Regions from separate parts of the Arabidopsis thaliana genome. Here region 1 is linked to region 2. Evidence: chromatin contacts called from public targeted proximity ligation data. All regions are on one chromosome and are shown on one strand. The core of a region is the stretch at or near the end of the contact, and the rest is flanking DNA. Distances in the headings are between cores, read along the strand shown.

What was found.
Region 1: a contact with region 2 is called in a targeted proximity ligation map of shoot, with 19 read pairs. A contact is called at or near these places in 8 of 26 Hi-C or Micro-C datasets (callus, leaf, root and 2 more), 2 of 2 datasets of targeted methods (seedling and shoot) and 3 of 3 other capture datasets (root, seedling and shoot).

Annotation. Positions count from the first base shown.
Region 1 is chr1:15,974,057-15,978,485 of TAIR10.1, reverse strand. PMI1 (plastid movement impaired1) reads right to left here and starts at 1,681. Exons shown (of 2, transcript NM_103439.7): 1 at 1-1,681. The coding sequence starts at 1,355. It overlaps GLR3.3 (glutamate receptor 3.3), which reads right to left. Exons shown (of 7, transcript NM_103438.3): 3 at 3,302-4,429; 4 at 2,947-3,224; 5 at 2,823-2,854; 6 at 2,335-2,741; 7 at 1,673-2,262. The coding sequence ends at 1,783.
Region 2 is chr1:15,934,135-15,938,289 of TAIR10.1, reverse strand. AT1G42480 (TLR4 regulator/MIR-interacting MSAP protein) reads right to left here and starts at 2,134. Exons shown (of 9, transcript NM_103436.3): 1 at 1,898-2,134; 2 at 1,245-1,271; 3 at 1,041-1,120; 4 at 597-669; 5 at 433-487; 6 at 11-62. The coding sequence starts at 1,993. It overlaps AT1G42470 (Patched family protein), which reads right to left. Exons shown (of 37, transcript NM_001333199.1): 32 at 4,155; 33 at 3,941-4,051; 34 at 3,795-3,862; 35 at 3,529-3,595; 36 at 3,370-3,438; 37 at 2,761-3,286. The coding sequence ends at 3,200.

The sequences.
Region 1 (4,429 bases), core at 432-2,931, 41 kb before region 2:
TTCATCATCGATTCAAGCGCTTTGATCTGCTTTGCAATTGAATCAAGCTCGGTGAGTCTCATTATGTGCCGTGGATCATCAACATTAACATGTTGTTCCTTCATCTCAACAGATCTTTCACCTATGGTTCCATCAGATTTCTCAGTTTCCAAGTCATCATCAAACTCAACTCCTTTATCCACAACTTCAAAATCTGGTTCCTCTTGATCATCTTCAGCTCTCTGTTCCGGTTTGTCGTTTTTCTGAACCGGTTTCTCCTCGGGTTTCTCCTCAGGTTCATCCAGATTCAAATGCTCCATCCCGTGAAAATCCGAAACTGACTCCACACCACTCGCTGGCGTCCACGCCTCGCTCCGGCTCGTCATTTTAGGGCTCGGAACACTAAACGACGTCTTCGATTGCTTTCGACCGAAGGAATTAGCGAAATTCTTAGGTTTACTACTCGGTTTCATCCCGAATTCGCCTTGTTTACTGTAAATCCCAGCTCCACCGTCTTTCTCCATAATCTGAAACCCTAATTTCAAAGCCAATTCACCCCCTTTAGCCTTCCCTGAAAGTCCCCAATTCATATCCCATTGCCTAACCCTAGCTCCTTCGTAATTCATCTTCTCTACCGACTCCTGAATCAACTCACTCAAATCCACCACATGCCTTCCAAACTCCAGTTCCTTGGCATCCACGGCGAAAAGATAAAACAAAAACGGACGAGCCTCAAACTTCGCTGGACTACCTTTACCGTTCGCCGGTGAGTAATACACATGGCACTTGATAAACAAGGTCTCCTCAAAATCAGCAGAACCCTGAGAAACCCTACACGGCATCGTCTGAACAGCACCGTCTTTAGTTTCCTTCTTCCTCACGCAAACTCCAAGGCGTAAACCATTCATCGACGCTGGAAGATTCTGCGCCGCCACAACCTCCACTGATAACAAACAGCTTAGCTTCTGCATACCAATCCGAACCAGCCCTCGAATCGGCTTCCAATTCCAAATCCCTTTCTTCTCTTCCTTCACACCCGAACCCGATGACGACTCCTCTGGTTTCTTGACAATCCTGTTGCTCTGAGTAACATTCTCTTCCTCCTCTACCTCAAGTTTCGGTCTCGACCGCCACGGAGACAGCGATAAACGCCGAGCCCGCGGCTTCGATACTGTCAAATCCTCAGCTCGTGCTGTACTCACTTCATCAGCAGAGGTAACAAGCGACGGAACAGAACTCCGAGGGAGAGCGAGAGAGTTTGTTCTCCTGTTTCCAACTGAAACCTGAGGTTTCTGGTAAAGGTTTTCACTTAGAGCTTCAAGTTCCGCGAGAAGCTGTGTGTTAGAACTCCGGCTACCGGAATATTCTCCTGCCATGTAGAAGAAGAAGAAGAAGAAGCTCTTCTGTGTTTTTTTTGGTCCCCAGAAGAAGGGATAAGGAAGCTGAGGGTTTATTTGGGGTTTGTGTGGTTATTATTATCGATAGGTTTCATTGTTTTGTCTGTCCAAAATTGAGAAAATTTATTAGTTGGTGAAGCGATTGGATCAGGATTTAGAATGTCGTGGCCTTCTCTCAACTCTGAAAGAGACACCAACCTTTATGGTCCCAACTAATTTATTGTCACGGTATGGTTTCGTTCAACGTTTTAGAATCGTTAGTTCTCTAACCTTGTGTTTGTGGTTGTTAGAGTTTTGTGAAATATAAATACTATATACTATACTATAATAAATGTCTAAGAAAAAAATTAAATTTTTCTCTGTAATCAGTTCAAAAATAATTGTATATGTCTCTGTAACTACAGTTTCAGTCTAATGGATTTACCGAATTGAAGCTTCTTTCTCTATCGAAACCTCGTGATCGTGTTGATCCCGATGTATCGTTCATTGAACCATCGATCTTTCTCTTCTTGCTTTCGTGCTTGGACTCTTCTTTCTCATCCATGAGAGACAAGAATCTTTGCAAACGAGTGGAGCGCATGGAGGAAGAGTCATGATTCTGCTGTTGATCTCTTGCAATGGCATCATCGGTTGGCTTTTTATAGAGCTGACGGATGATCTGAACAAAGTATAGGAAGAGAGCGAGGAGGCACGCGACGCCGCATATGAGAAATAGTCCCCAAAAGCTTTTTAGATGAAGCCTGTCTGATTCGAGCTCCGCGTTCTCTAGAGTGCATGCGTTCTTCATTAGCCATTTGTCGTGGATCCTTTGCAAATCTCCGTTCTCTGCTAGCTCTAAGATCGCTGTTGATAGATCTATTGCTAGAGGAGAGTCTCTAGGAAAGGCCTACGTAAAACCATTTATACATAAGTAACAGAATCTAACCAAACCAAATGGTGACAATATCTTTATACTTACAAATCCCCAGCCACTTTTGGTGAACTCTTGACCAACGATTCTATAAGCGCAGTTGCTGGAGAGGAAGAGTTCGACATAAGGACGTTCGTCAACAATCGCGGCAACGCCTCCTTTGCTTGGTCCATCTTTTAATGCCTTAGCATAGGCTTCAGGTGTTCCAAGTGGGACTAGGCGTGACTCTGATATGTTGAGTTCGTTCCTCAAATAACTCTCTGCAAATGAACCAACCTGGTACCCTATTGGATCATCTCTTTCTCTAAGGCTTTCAATTCCCTTGATGGGTGAAGAGAGCTGCTGAACCGTCAATATCGATGTCAGACTAGCCGTGTAGCTCGAGTTGATGATTAGTACAACGAATAGCCATATGATCAGAACCAACCGTCCAAGTGTACTAACTGTGTTCTCTCCTGTCAAAACCAAGGGAAAGAGTCATATCAGTCAAAAGCCAAACAATAACCAGTGGCACAGTAAGTTTTCTTTCGACATACTATGCGCGAAAAACATGGTCGAGAAGCTAAACCTGCAGATATCAAACAAACAATAAATGGATCAGCCAAAAGATAACAAGCAGTTGTCTCTAAGCTACTTCTCTGAAATATATAGTAAACTGACCAGAGAATTGTGACACATTGTCTCTTAGGTGGGCCTCTGAATTCATCGTTAGTCCTATGTTCCAAGATCCAAACAACAATGCCAACAAAGAGAAAGCAACAACCCGTGACAGCCCACATAAGACGGTTGAAAGGTCGAAGAAAAGCCCAGGCTCCTGAATTCAGTTTTTTAAAAGGTGCAACTACAACTAGTCCTGATGCTGCATATGGTTGTGTGAAATCTACAATCTTTGTCCGGTTTGTTACAATGGCAACATCACCTACTACCCCATCAAAATTCTGCAGTAAATCCATTTTTACAGTAAGTAGAAATGGTAAAAGTAACTTCTATGAAAAAGAATGTAATAAGCACTCACACCAGTTGTTATCATCTCAACCATATGCGTGTAGCTCGGATTCTCCTTTCCATTTCCATAAGGAATAAACTTGACAGGAACTGCGTACGGTAAAAGATTCACTGCAGCCGTGAAGACATCAATGCAAAACCCTTTGAACATGTTCTCGGTTCCGCGAATTTGTGATACAAACTCCTTGTAACTAACGCGAAGAGGCACGCCAATCTTGAGTTCTTTCCCATTGTTAGAGAAAACCCATCCGCGAGGTTTCGTAAACGTTTCTCCCGGCCAAATGACATGCTTTAGTTTCGGACTTGTTGACATATTTGGTTTCTCCTTTGTGTAGAGTAACTCAGGTAATACAGTTGATAAACCAGAATGATTTGACCAGTAGCCTATTTGACGAACACCGGTTCCCGCCACATTGATAATATCGTAAGCTGGACGGGTCCGAGACCTGTCTGGAGTGAACTGAAGCTGTCCCGTTAAACCAACCATACGCGTTCCGAGGATATCTTTAAGCAGTGCTTCTCCACCATCAAAGACAGTCATAGCCTCTAAGTTGAGATTTCCGCTTTTTCCCAACGTATTGAGCATTGAGTGATTCGAAAACGATATATTCCCACCGTCTTTAAAGAACTTATCTAAACCCCGGGCTAACAACATAACAGAATCATAAGCATAGAGTCCATATGTATTAAGAGCCAAAGAAGCACCAGACATCTTACGCCACCTCTTGAAAAACTCCCGTTTAAAATCCGAATCCGGCGTGTGTGGACGCAGAACAAGAACACCTTGAATAGTTTCCAACCTCTCAGCGGGTAACGGCGAAGAAGAGTCAAGATTCGTAGAGAGCCAATCCGTAGCGATCCAAACATATCCATTTCCCATCATTCCAAGATACTTAGCCTCCTTAAAAACCGCGAACCCCAACTCCGAATAAACATGTATCACAACAATCCTCGGTTGAAGCAACATGATCTTTATCAGCATGTTCATGATCTCATTCTTATTAACAGCCGTGTCAGGATGTAAACCCGCCTTATAAGTAATTCTCAATCTCCTACTCGCAAGCTTATCGTTCAACGCAGCAACACCGTTCCTACCGAAATCATCATCAACAAACACAGCAATAACTTCTTTCCAACC
Region 2 (4,155 bases), core at 885-3,384:
ATTGTCTTACCTTCCACAATAAGTTGAAATGTCATTTGCATGCGCTTTCGCTTCCTGTTTATCTATATGACAACACACACACAGATGAAACATTAAATCCCAAACAAGTCTCTAAACCACTAATATAACTAGAGATGAGAATTTCACAGCTTATTCTAGAACTTTAAAACCGTCACTGCACTTGTTCTAGAATTTTCAGCATCATGAAAGCTCTCTAACAGTTACTCATTTGCTCAACAGAAGTTATAAACAGATAAAGCGGACAGCAGACACGGTGACAGTGTGATCAAGTAGACAGCTTCCATTGACTCATTAAACGATGCACCTAAGCGTACTTATCAAATAACGTAAGTATTGAAGCAGCTATGTGATGAACAATTGCAAATATGTCACGGAGCGCAAATTTTAAAAGGAAAGGAAAGAACACATTACTTGTTAGATTGTCAAAATTTCCTACTTTCACCCATTGTCTATTCTTAGGTTCCACCTGCAGAAGTGTGGCAATAAGAATCTCATTGGTCAATTTACAATTATCAGAGAGATATATTATTCCTGGAACAGCAGCGTGATAAGAAATATACAAGAACTAGGCTTACCTTTTGTAGAGTATAGTCCTGCATTCTATCACACAGACCGTCCAACAAATCAACCACCCTCAGGTCGCTTATTCTATTTGAATGAAAAAGAAAGAAAGAAAATTAGAGGATCATCCACTGTGAGAAACCTGCCTAAAAAAAGCAACATAGCTACTCCTAAGAACTCATTGTGAATCGGTTGTTGTTTCACAGACACTCTTAGCAGTGTCAACCTATCAGATTCTTTCCCTTTCGTCATTGCTCCTAACTACGGATACATGTTACCCTCGTTAAGAATCACATTTTCAAAACTCGAGTCACGCTTTCATGCAAATGCACAAAAAACTTCAGTCCATTTTTATCATACTGATTTTCAGGATGTGGATATAAAAACAACGAGTACACGAATCAAAGCAGACATGGTCTCGTTTACAGATAATGCACAAAGAGGCAACAATGTTGTACCTGTAATCAATGACCTTTCCTTCACGCTGGCCTTTAGAATTGAGCCGGTTTCTCATATCAAGATGGTTTCGTGGCTTTTCCTGTTTAAGAGTTTATAATACCAAGTTACTAAAAATGTGCTTGTAAAATTGAAGCAATGTAACAGAAGCAGGCAAGCTTTGTCAATGTTATAATACAAGATGACAGATATTAAGATGTTCTTACCTTTAAAAGCTGTAACTCTAATTCCTCCTGCACAACATCAACCACCCTTATTAGTATTATAAAGGAAGGATTAAATCATTCTCAAAATCACGAAAACAAGTCTTCTTTTCATAATGACCAAATGCATGAACTGGGGGAAAAGTAACATTTTGAAAAAGAACATCTTCATATATTGAAACAAAACCAAGTTCTAGATTGCAATTCTTACGAAACAACCTCAGAAACCGAACAAATAGCTCAATAGTAATAATAAAGACTCAAACTTGAATCTCCAGAGTGCTAATTCAATCACAACAGAGATAATATACAGAAAAATGTGTCCACGGAAAATTATCCTGAACTCCTTTCACTATAACAGTTTCAAAAAGCAGAAATTAACCTTAGAAAAACCAATACAATTAGTACAGAACTAATGGATTTTTGTCCTAAATCAAACATCAATAAAGCTTCAAAACAACAACATCAGCTCGAATTTACTTTACTTCCCCCAGAAAATGCCAATGACCAGAAATTCGAAATTTATTAATAGAATCAAATCAAAATCTAGCAAATCTCATGTACGTAAATATATTTGCCATCGCTATATAACTCGCTCTAATTTGTCAGAAAATTTTGAGAAATCAAAGAGAGGAAAGTTAGAGATTCCAACGTACAGCGACGGCGTTACAAGCGGCGCATTTGTCATCGACGGAGGATCCATGGGAGAAAATAGCGATAATTACGGCGGTGAAGAGCACCAGCTTCGCCATTCTTACTCAACTCCTTCCGATCTGTCTCTTCTTCTCTCTCTGGGCAAAAGAGATTTTTGAAAAATGTAAAAACCACGTCATCACCTTGTTACGTTGCTAGGAACCAGTGAGATCAAGATATTAAGCCATGTCATACACCCCACCCTCTACACTTTGTTGGAGATCCGAATTACCGAATTCGGTTAAGGAGCAAGGTTACCAAAATTAACCAAATAAAAAATGAATTCGGTTATCGGTTTATTCGGTTGTTTTTTTTGGAGGGGTTAAAAACGGTTGTGTTTAAAATCCTTACAAAAATTTATGTTTGGTTTCGTTTGTGCTTTTGAGAGAATTATGTTATAATTTCATGAAATTCGGTTTATTTTGGTCTAAGTTGGTTAAAAAAATACTAAAAGTCCAGAAAAAAAAAGCAATATTGTTATAATTTCATGAATATTCGGTATTTTTTTTGGTTAAGTTTGTTGGAAAAATACTAAAAGTCCACAAAAGAAAAGCGGTTAACTATCTAACCGAACTCTCAGATCTCAATTTGGTTCAGAAAAACCGGTTCAGTTTTTAATCGCATGCCTACTTAGAACAGTAGACAGCTTATCCGGTTTGTCCTTATAGAAATGCACTGAAATGCTTCAGAGTGGTCTTCTCTCCAATGGACTACCACAATGTGTATCCATGTTTGGAATGCTTTCCAACTAATGCCAGAGGTAATCAAACTGCCTGCATTTCTGACTATCACGTAAACCAATAGGACCAAAGCCCAACTAACAGATTTTCCAAACAAATGTGATTATGTTTTCAGAGAAGATCGAATTCGGCTTTGGGAGTTTCACCCTTCACCCTTCACCAAAACTTCACCAAAGTTTCACCCTTTTTATTTTTTTACAAGTAGAGTTTGCTTATAAGACTGGATGTTCTGTAAAATAACGCAGTTAGACTTAAGACTCCCCCGCACTAATTCATTCATAGAGAGAGGCTCACGCTCACTCGTATGGATGCTAAACTAAGACGAAGAAATCATGAATTAGTAAACAATGGAAAACAGTAACACCGGCCCAAAAGAATAACATTTGGTGTGATCTTTTTTTCTTTTTCCGCTATGCACTGAACTTAAGTTTTTATCTGTGGCTGTGGGGTGAAACAATTTTAACCATTTACAAATGGATACTATGAATTAAAGACAAAACCTACAAAACAAAAATACTAATTCACCTAAGGTACTGATGAAACCGAAGGTCGATGATCTTGCCTTTCCCCTTCTACATGTCTTGGAGCTGGACCAAACATGCTCAAGAACACCTTCATCATCCATTCAAATCAATATGTCAAAACAACAACAAAAATTCTAAAATTAGTCTAATGTTTGAATGACCATGACTTACCGGTAAAAATACAAGGCCGTGTAAGAAACCGAGAAGGACTAGTGCCAAATACATCTTGAAGTAGTACACCTGTCAGGAAAAGAAAAAACAAATTAAGAAGCCAAATGCGAAGAAGGCAAGGAGAAAAAAAAGAGGCTTCAAGAGATCACAAGCACGTACCACAAAGACTTCTGATCTTGAGAAACCGAGCACAATCACCCCAACTAGTTTCGTCAATGTAATTCCACTGCCAACAATACATGATACACATTTTAGAATAAATTCAATATCTTGAACATATGTTAATGAGGACTTTAGTTTGTATTATAACTATTTATACTTCTGTTTGTTAGTTAGGCGATTTCTGATAAATAGAGAAGCATGACTTGTTTACGAGATGACATGCTTTTTAAGTTCATTAGTCGTGTTCAAGACTGACAAAATACCTGAAAACTGAAGCTCCCATCCCACCCAACGCCTCTTTCATCCGATGGTTTCTGTCCCCAGTGCTTATCTGAGCATTTCGTACAGTCAGAGTGACAATAGCAAATTGCTTGTGTATAATGCTAGTACAGACAGAGAGGGGACTAACCGAGAAAGCGTGTGTTATGTGTACGCAAAACTCAACCGCTATGCCCACGGACATGATTAGATTTACAACCGATAGTGCGTTTAGCTGGATATGAAAGACTGCCATAACTCCCTAGCATTTTTCAAGTCAAGTGTTCATAGGGTACAACATTAGTAACTTGAGTGTACGAAAACAGTTATCGGTTTTTTCATGAGTAGCAATGAGAGTGAATTACC